Linked DNA regions of Mus musculus: region 1 is linked to region 2. A link is a contact called in public promoter capture Hi-C data. All regions are on one chromosome and are shown on one strand. The core of a region is the stretch at or near the end of the contact, and the rest is flanking DNA. Distances in the headings are between cores, read along the strand shown.

What was found. Promoter capture Hi-C pulls out the DNA fragments that hold promoters and counts their contacts.
Region 1: a contact with region 2 is called in a promoter capture Hi-C map of embryonic stem cells, with 2.5 times the contacts expected there. The contact joins the enhancer-like site here to the promoter of BC048507 in region 2. A contact is called at or near these places in 6 of 39 promoter capture datasets (the 3T3-L1 cell line, embryonic stem cells, hippocampal neurons and 2 more) and 3 of 9 other capture datasets (adipose tissue, liver and pancreatic islet).

The regions. Positions count from the first base shown.
Region 1 is chr13:67,651,135-67,655,399 of GRCm38.p6, forward strand. No RefSeq gene overlaps it. Among named protein-coding and RNA genes, the nearest start is that of Zfp729a, 15 kb to the left of the region's middle. Within about 2 kb of position 1,852, at least 6 of the 459 cell types and tissues checked have an H3K27ac peak or open chromatin away from gene starts, as enhancers often do. A contact at or near this core is called in embryonic stem cells, where this site is marked.
Region 2 is chr13:67,860,718-67,864,979 of GRCm38.p6, forward strand. BC048507 (cDNA sequence BC048507) reads left to right here and starts at 2,609. Exons shown (of 1, transcript NM_001001185.3): 1 at 2,609-3,206. The coding sequence starts at 2,789. The coding sequence ends at 3,058.

The DNA of each region.
Region 1 (4,265 bases), core at 602-3,101, 210 kb before region 2:
CTTGGTTGTATTTGGAAGTCTTCTTTTTTTTTTTTTTTTTTTTATGGTTTTTCCGAGACAGAGTTTCTCTGTGTAGCCCTGGCTGTCCTGGAACTCACTTTGTAGACCCGGCTGGCCTCGAACTCAGAAATCTGCCTGCCTCTGCCTCCTGAGTGCGGGGATTAAAGGCGTGCGCCACCACACCTGGCTGTATTTGGAAGGCTTAAGACTAAGTATTTTTGAATTCAAAATTCTGAAAAATGTGTATTTAAGTCTCATATGGAATCAGCAATTTGATTGTCCTGAGCAGTTCATAGTCCAAAGCTGATTTTTGGGAGGTGTTTGTCAGCTTAGTAGCAATCATGCTTAGGTAGAACACAGTATTCAACCCAAAGTTGTCCATAGTTTGTGCAGAACTTGGCGCCAGAATCTTCAAAAATATTTTCTCAATGGTAGTTAACTGGCTAGTTTTGTGTCAACTTGACTCAGCTGGAGTTATCACAGAAAGGAGCTTCAGTTAAGGAAATGCCTCCATAAGATCCAATGGTAAGGCATTTTCTCAATTAGTGATCAAGGGGGAAAGGCCCCTTGTAGGTGGGACCATCTCTGGGCTGGTAGTCTTGGGTTCTATAAGAGAGCAGGCTATGCAAGCCAGGGGAAGCAAGCCAGTAAAGAACATCCCTCCATGGCCTCTGCATCAGCTCCTGCTTCCTGACCTGCTTGATTTCCAGTCCTGAATTTCTTAGTGATGAACAGTATGGAAGTGTAAGCCGTATGGAAGTGTAAGCCATATGGAAGTGTAAGCCATATGGAAGTGTAAGCCCTTCCTCCCCAACTTGCTTCTTGATTATGATGTTTTGTCCAGGAATAGAAACCCTAAGACAAATTGGTACCAGCATAGTGGGTTATTCCTGTGACAACCTGACCATGTTTTGGGGAGGACTGTGGAAGGACTTTGGAACATTGGGCTATGTCACAGACCCTGTGGGTCCCTTTGTCTGCGTGGAACGGGTCTCTGGGGCAGGTGGGCAAAGCATTGGCAGGTGACAGACAGACTAACAGGTGAGATTGTGTAGAATCTGAATGTATTGTCACAAAGTGAACACCAATCTTATATAGTACAGAAAATACAAAGGGTAGCAGGCAAAGTACATTGAAATTACCTGATACAAAACAAAGGAATGACTTCAAAAGGATTTATAGGAACCAGGTAGAAGGTTACAGTAAAGATAAAGCAGTCCTGCTTAGGGGCAGCTTAGTGACAGGTAAGGATTTCACACTCTAGTGCTATACATTTGAACCTTATGAAGGCTAGCACCAGGGGGTTCTGCTCTTGGCAGACCTCATGAATAATGCAATATCACAACCCCCCTATCTCCTAGACCTTGATAAATTCCTATATGAGTGTAAATTTTAAGTAACTGGAGAATCTCCATTTGTCAGAAGAATTCACTGACTTGCTTCTAATATGTAATGTAGCCTGCACTGAAGATTTCTATCTCAGTGGGATTCCCTGGCTCTTTCGTGGTATTCCTTGTTTGCATGCAATTTGTTACTGTCCTTAGTAAACACCTTGTAGACTAGCTCTGAGCCACTGGCTCCGTCTTTTGTAATGCTTAATTAGTTACTGAATAGGTTAACTTCCTTACTGCATTCTTACAGGATTCTAAGCTCTGCTTCTGGGAGCTTGGAACACTGGGGAGACTTAACTATCTCAGAATTTAATCTTAAAAAGCTTTTATAATAAAATAATACTAAAAGAGAGTTCGTAGTTCCATACACCAGACTAACTCGGGAATAGGGTATGAGTATATGGGTAAATGAGAATGCCAAAGCTCCAAGACGTGAGTTTCCTTGAAACTCTTTTCCTCGTGAGTGGCTCCAAGGCTTTTCAGCAGATTTGACCAGTGTGCTTGGCAGGACTAGAAGATCCACTCTGTGTTAAGAGCTCTGTCAGATGATGTGTAGGAGCTTGGAAGATAAGGTTGAGAACTGTGCAGAAGATGGAGGCCTGGCTTGTGAAATTTCAGAGGGAAAATTAAGGACTCTTTTTCAGGGCCATTGCTATTTTGGAGTTTGATTATTCTGTGGTTCTGGTTAGCTGGGGCTGAAGAATCAGCTGTGATTAACAAGATACCAGAACTACTAAAGCAAAAACTTTGCATTACTGGGACTATTGATGCTGGTTAGCTGGAGCTAAGAAATTAGTGGTGATTAAGAAGAGACCAGCATCATTGAGGTGATATCTTCTGGGAGTGTTTTTCTGAAAGCACAAAGAGGCTGTGTTCCAGAAATAGCCAAGGTGGTACTCCTGCAGCAGCAGGACTTGGTAAGGTGTAAGGGTGACCCATATGGTACTGGTTTTGAAGTCATGAAGGGGTCACGCAGAGCAGCTGAGGCTCGGCACTGTGAGAGGCCATGGAAGGCCATTGGTGAAGGTGCAGCCTCAGTTGCAATTGTTGGCCCACCACTGAAGGGGTCATGCAGTGTTTTGGAGATGCCAGTACCATGAGATGACCACCAAGAACAGCAGCAGTGGAGTACAGGCATCTGGAGCCTAGAGGACAACGTGTGCTACAAAGGGCATGGCTGGAGAAGTGACCCAAGCCCTTGGAGGATCCCAGACATTGGATGGTTGGAGATTGATTTTTGCTTTTGATTGTGACTGTGCCCTGTTATTTTCAGTCTTGAAGGAAGAAACTATTTTAGTGAAGCCCACAGTTAAAAGACTTTTAATTGTAAAAAGACTTTGGATTTTAAAAGAGATGGATATTTTAAAGAGATTGAAATTTTAAGAATATATAAAGACTGTGGGACATTGAAAGTTATTTAGACATTGGGGATGAATAAGAATGTAAGGGTTGAGGCTTACTAGTGATGTGTTTGTGTGTCAAGTTGACAAGGGGTCAATTGTACTAGCTGGTTTTGTGAGTCAACTTGACACAGCTGGAGTTATCACAGAAAAAGAAGCTTCAGTTGAGGAAATGCCTTCATGAGATCCAACTGTAAGGCATTTTCTCAATTAGTGATCAAGGGGGAAAGGCTTCTTGTGGGTGGGACCATCTCTGGGCTGGTAGTCTTGGGTTCTGTAAGAGAGCAGGCTGAGCAAGCCAGGGGAAGCAAGCCAGTAAAGAATATCCCTCCATGGACTCTGCATCAGCTCCTGCTCCCTGACCTGCTTGAGTTCCAGTCCTGACTTCTTTCAGTGATGAACAGCAATGTGGAAATGTAAGTTGAATAAACCCTTTCCTCCCCAACTGCTTCTTGGTCATGATGTTTGTGCAGGAATAGAAACCCTGACTAAGACAGTGTTACCACAGTCCAGCTGGATTCTGCATTGCAGGGCCCCATTATCTTCTTGGAGACCTAACAGGTTAGTGTTAGGAATAGTCTCAGTTTACTGTAAAAAAACTTACACATGTAACCATCATATTAAGCAATTCCCTGAAACACTTGAAGACCACAATATGATAAGTACATGTGAGGTACATAAATTTTGTTCCTAGTCGCCTGCTTCAGACTCAAACATGAAAACACATACATGAATCTAGGTGAAGCTTATGACTAGAATTTGCTAGTACTCTATGTTACAAGAATTATTAACCCCTATAAACCAGTGTAAAAACACAAAATCCAGCTATTATATTTATAAACTATAAGACTAGATTGAACAGCTCTATCACTATGCTAACTTTTTCCCCAGCTATAAGACCCTTGCTACTTGCAGTTTCTCCTTGTTATACATGGTTCTGCTCTATTTCTCTTCCTCCTTTTCCTCCCCCTCCTACTCTTCTTACTCCTCTGTCCTCTCTTCTTTTTTTCTCCTCCTTCCTTCCCCAGATCTTCAAGGCCTCTTGTCCCTCCTTTTCCTTCCACTGCCCAGTCATAGGCTCTAGCCTTTATTTGACCAGTTAAGAATGGGCAAATGATTCGCATGACATCACCTGAGTATGTGATCAACTGCTTGTCAAAGGGTAGCTCCTCTTGAGGAAGCAGAATTAACACCAGAATACAAACAGAATCCAGGCAACCCACAACACTTCCCCCTTTTTGTCCAATAAGAAAGGCTCTCCCTCAGATATACATTGAACACTACTATAACAATTATGCAAATTATAAACTATGATACACACTTACCGTCCATTCCATGATATTTGTCAATGTAGATAAAGTAATCTACCATCTATCCTCCCTTAAAAAGTTTACAATTCTGTGCCTGAATTATGTTTTATTTAACTTGTATTCCCATCTGACATCCATCCTTATAAATCTAGATCATCTTCCTT
Region 2 (4,262 bases), core at 1,359-3,858:
TCCAAAAGGACATGCATGGTATATACTCACTAATAAGTGGATATTAGCCAAAAGAAGAAAAACAACAACAACAACAACAACAAATGTACAGAATACCCAAGATACAGTGCACAGAACTCAAAAGGCTCAACAAACTGAAGTGCCCAAGTGAGGACACCCCAGTCCCACTTGGAAGAGAGAAGAAAGCAATCACAAGTGTGGAGGGAGGGAGGGACCTGGGAAGGAAAGTGGACTGTGTGTGTGTGTGTGTGTGTGTGTGTGTGTGTGTGTGTGTGAGAGAGAGAGAGAGAGAGAGAGAGAGAGAGAGAGAGAGAAAGTCGGGCGTGGTGGTGGCACATGCCTTTAATCCCAGCACTCAGGAGGCAGAGGCAGGCAGATTTCTGAGTTCAAGGCCAGCCTGGTCTACAAAGTGAGTTCCAGGACAGCCAGGGCTATACAGAGAAATCCTGTCTCGAAAAACCAAAACAAAAAACAAACAAACAAACAAAAAAGAAGAAAGAAAGAAAAAAGAAAAAGAAAAAAAGAAGCGGAGCCTTATTGGTGAAAGTGGGTGTCTTAGTTGGAGGTTCTGTTGCTGGGAAGAAACACCATGATCAAAAAGCAAATTGGTCAGGAAAGAGCTTATTCATCTTACACTTCCACATCATAGTTTAACATTGGGGGAAGTCAGGACAGGAACTCAAGCCGGACTGGAACCTGGAGGCAGGAGCTGATGCAGAGTCCTAGGAGGGGTGCTGCTTACTGGCTTGTTGCCCCTGGTTTACTCAGCCTGATCTCTTATAGAACCCAGGACCACCTGCCAAGGGGTGGCACCACCCACAATAGTCTGAGCCCTCCCCAGTTGATCACTAATTGAGAAAATGCCTTACCATTGGATTTCATGGAGTCATTTCCTCAAATGAGGGCCCTTTCTCTCTGATGACTCTAACTTGTATCATGTTGACACACAAAAGCAGCCAGTACTGAGGTGGTGGGCCAGGAACATGAGATTTACAGGCTGGCCCTACTTCCTGTCTGTGCTCTGCTTACTGTGTGTGATGTGTACTCTGACCTGGCACTTCCTGCCACCATATCATCCCTGCCTGCTGCCTTGTCTTCCCACCATGGTGGAATAATCCTGTTGAGCTGCAAGCCAGAATAAACCCTTCCTCCTCTCGTTGCTTTTTATTAAGCATTGGGTGATAGCATTGAGAGATGTAATTAATAAGACATGTACATATTTTTCCTGGAATTCTGTGCCATAGTGAACATATTAAACATTAATAAGTGCTTAAATTGCTATTAACTCTTTGTTTTTAAATGTAAAAGTTAGAAAGGAAAAGGGGCCCAGAATGGGGAAGAGATTTGTTATTTCTGTCTGTCCTCTTCCTCTTCCTCCTCCTCTCCCTCCTCCTCCTCTTCCTCTTCTTCCTCCTCTTCCTCCTCCTCTCCTCCTCCTCCTCTTTGTTTTTGGTTTGTTTGTTTTGTTCTGTTTTGTTTCTGTTGACATAGGTTTTCTCTGTAGCCCCAGCTGTCCTAAAACTGGCTCTGTAGACCCGGCTGGCCTTGAACTCACAGAGATCCATCCACCTGCCTCTGCCTCCCAAGTACTGTGATTAGTTGAATGGGCTGCCAAAGCCAGGAAGATTGCTCTTTTCTGCTAATCAGTGGCCCCATTTACTGCTGAGAAATGATAAGAACTAAGAGCTTATAGTAGTTATAAAGTTGGGGGTATCAGGCATGAGTCACTTGCAAAGGCTCGGAAATTTTTCTTGCATATCTGTGGGTAAATCTTGCTCTCTTAACCTTGTCTGGGAACTTGCAATTAACCAGAAGCTTCAAATAAGTAAAATGGGGGGAAAAATGGTAACGTAGGTACATCCAATTCAAATTGAAATATGATCTGAATCTTTATATAATTTCATGTATTAGCCAGGGCTGTGGGCAGTGTGCGGATTTTTCTGTTGCGGGTGGTTTGAGAATGTTTTCAGCTGATGCACAGTGCCATCTTCAGGTCTGTGAACACAGCTGCGAACATGTCAGCAAGGTATGACAGCAAATGTTATGGGTTAATTGAATCTTTCAGGAATATGAACACAGAGCTCCGGCGTGTGCCCGTATTTGGAAACAGGAGCATCACAGGTATAACTAATTAAGATGAAGCCATTAGAGGTTCATCAGGTCCCGCGTGTTTAAATCAGTCTTTCTGAAGTTTCTTAGGGAAATACGCTCATTTTTCCCCCTCGTGAAATAGACACAGTGCGCCGGGCGTGGTGGCGCACGCCTTTAATCCCAGGACTCGGGAGTCTGAGTTAGAGGCTAGCCTGGTCTACAAAGTGAGTTCCAGGACAGCCAAGGATATACAGAGAAACCCCGTCTCGAAAAACCAAAAAAAAAAAAAAAAAAAAGTTTTGATTTTATTGGAGAGTAGGCCGGTTCATTTAAAATATTTCCCTCAAGCAACAGCAGTGTCTGCTGCTTCCACTGCATTTCCTCACACATGTGAATTTCTGATTCATGAAAAGCCAGGTCTCCAGGGTTCGGCTCCCCACCTCAGAGGGTCAGCGGGTAATTGTGCAGTCACAATGAGGCGGTTTCTTGCTTTTTGTGACAAAATAAACCACCTACCAAATGGCTCCTGAAGGGGTAAAGAAAAGGTAGCAAACGCATACAGTTAAATATTTAGCTAAGAGATGCGCCACGGCTTCGGCTTCAGCAGGGACCGGCTGTCTGCTGCTGCTGCTTGAGCACCGCCAGCATCTTCCCTAGGGGCACGCAGCGGCCGATTGGCCCCTGCTCCGCGGTAACCATGTGCGATCGGAAGGCAGTGATAAAAACTGTAGACATGTCGGAAGAGATGCAGCAGGACTCGGTGAGGTGTGCTATCCAGGCGCTGGAGAAGTACAGCACAGAGAAGGATATTGCGGCCCATATCAAGAAGGAGTTTGACAAGAAGTACAACCCCACCTGGCACTGCATTGTGGGCCGGAACTTCGGTAGTTACGTGACGTACGAAACCAAACACTTCGTCTACTTCTACCTGGGTCAGGTGGCCATTCTTCTCTTCAAATCTGGGTAAAAGCGTGGACTGACTGCATCCTAAATGTCAAATACCAGAGTCCGGATCTTCAGCCTTGTTAAGGGAACGCCTCGTCTGAACCTGTTGTGTTCTGTAGAGGGCCTCATTCTCTGTACAAGTTTGTGGTTATAAAATTAGTGAAACAGCTTACATTTGTATTTATTTTCTAGCCCATACTTCTGTACCCTAGTTTTTTCTCCCTTAGGTCATTCCTTTAAAAATAAATCTGGTGGAGATGCCATAAAAAAAAGAAAAAAAAAAAAAAAAGAAAAATCTTAACACGGTTGCGCATGGGAGGTGGGTGTGGCGGGGGGCGGCGGGGGGGGGGGGAGATTAAGTTCAAGAAAACAGACCAGCCCTGTTTTCCTTCCTTTTATTTATGAGTTTTGACCTTGAATAACAACTGTTGGCCTTGGAGCTATGTTTTCTCTATAAGAAATATGCATTTGTCTTTCAAATCTTTTAGGATGGTTATAAAGAGATTGAATGTAAATCCAGTGTTGTTTGTTGAAGTCTATCATAACACATGCTAATGAGATCACTCATGCCCACCGAGATAGCGTCACTGCCTGTTCAGGCCACAAGATACTTCTTATGACAAGACACTTGAGGTATCTCCATTTCAAAATATTATTAACAGGGCTGGAGAGATGGCTCGGAGCTTAAGAGCACTGGCTGCTCTTCCAGAGGTCCAGAGTTCAATTCCCAGTATCCATATGGTGGCTCAGAGTGGCTCATAAGCATCTATAGTGAGAATTGGTGCCCTCTTCTGGCCTGCTAGCATACATGCAGGAAGAATGCTGACTACACGATAAATAAATAAATAAATAATCTTTAAAAATATTATTGGCAATTTAAAATATCTTCTAGTGTGTCTTTCTTTACCCCTCCCTCCCTCCCTCCCTCCCTCCCTCCCTCCCTCCCTCCCTCCCTCCCTCCCTCACTCCCTCCCTCCCTCCCTCCCTCCCTTTTTAAAGCTGAAAGGGAGAGATTTAATATGGCCACACTGGGAAGAGGAGCAAAGAAAACTGTCTTCCCTAAGTCCATAATTGGGGATCCTAAGGTGAGGATTTCATCAATGGATGAAAGCCCCTGTAACCCTGGGAGCCACTGTCACCTACTGTATTGTCTGAGTGGCATTGTTTCTGTACTGAGAGCTAGAATGGCATCTTTCATATTTATTTCCTGTTTATACCTTGTGCCC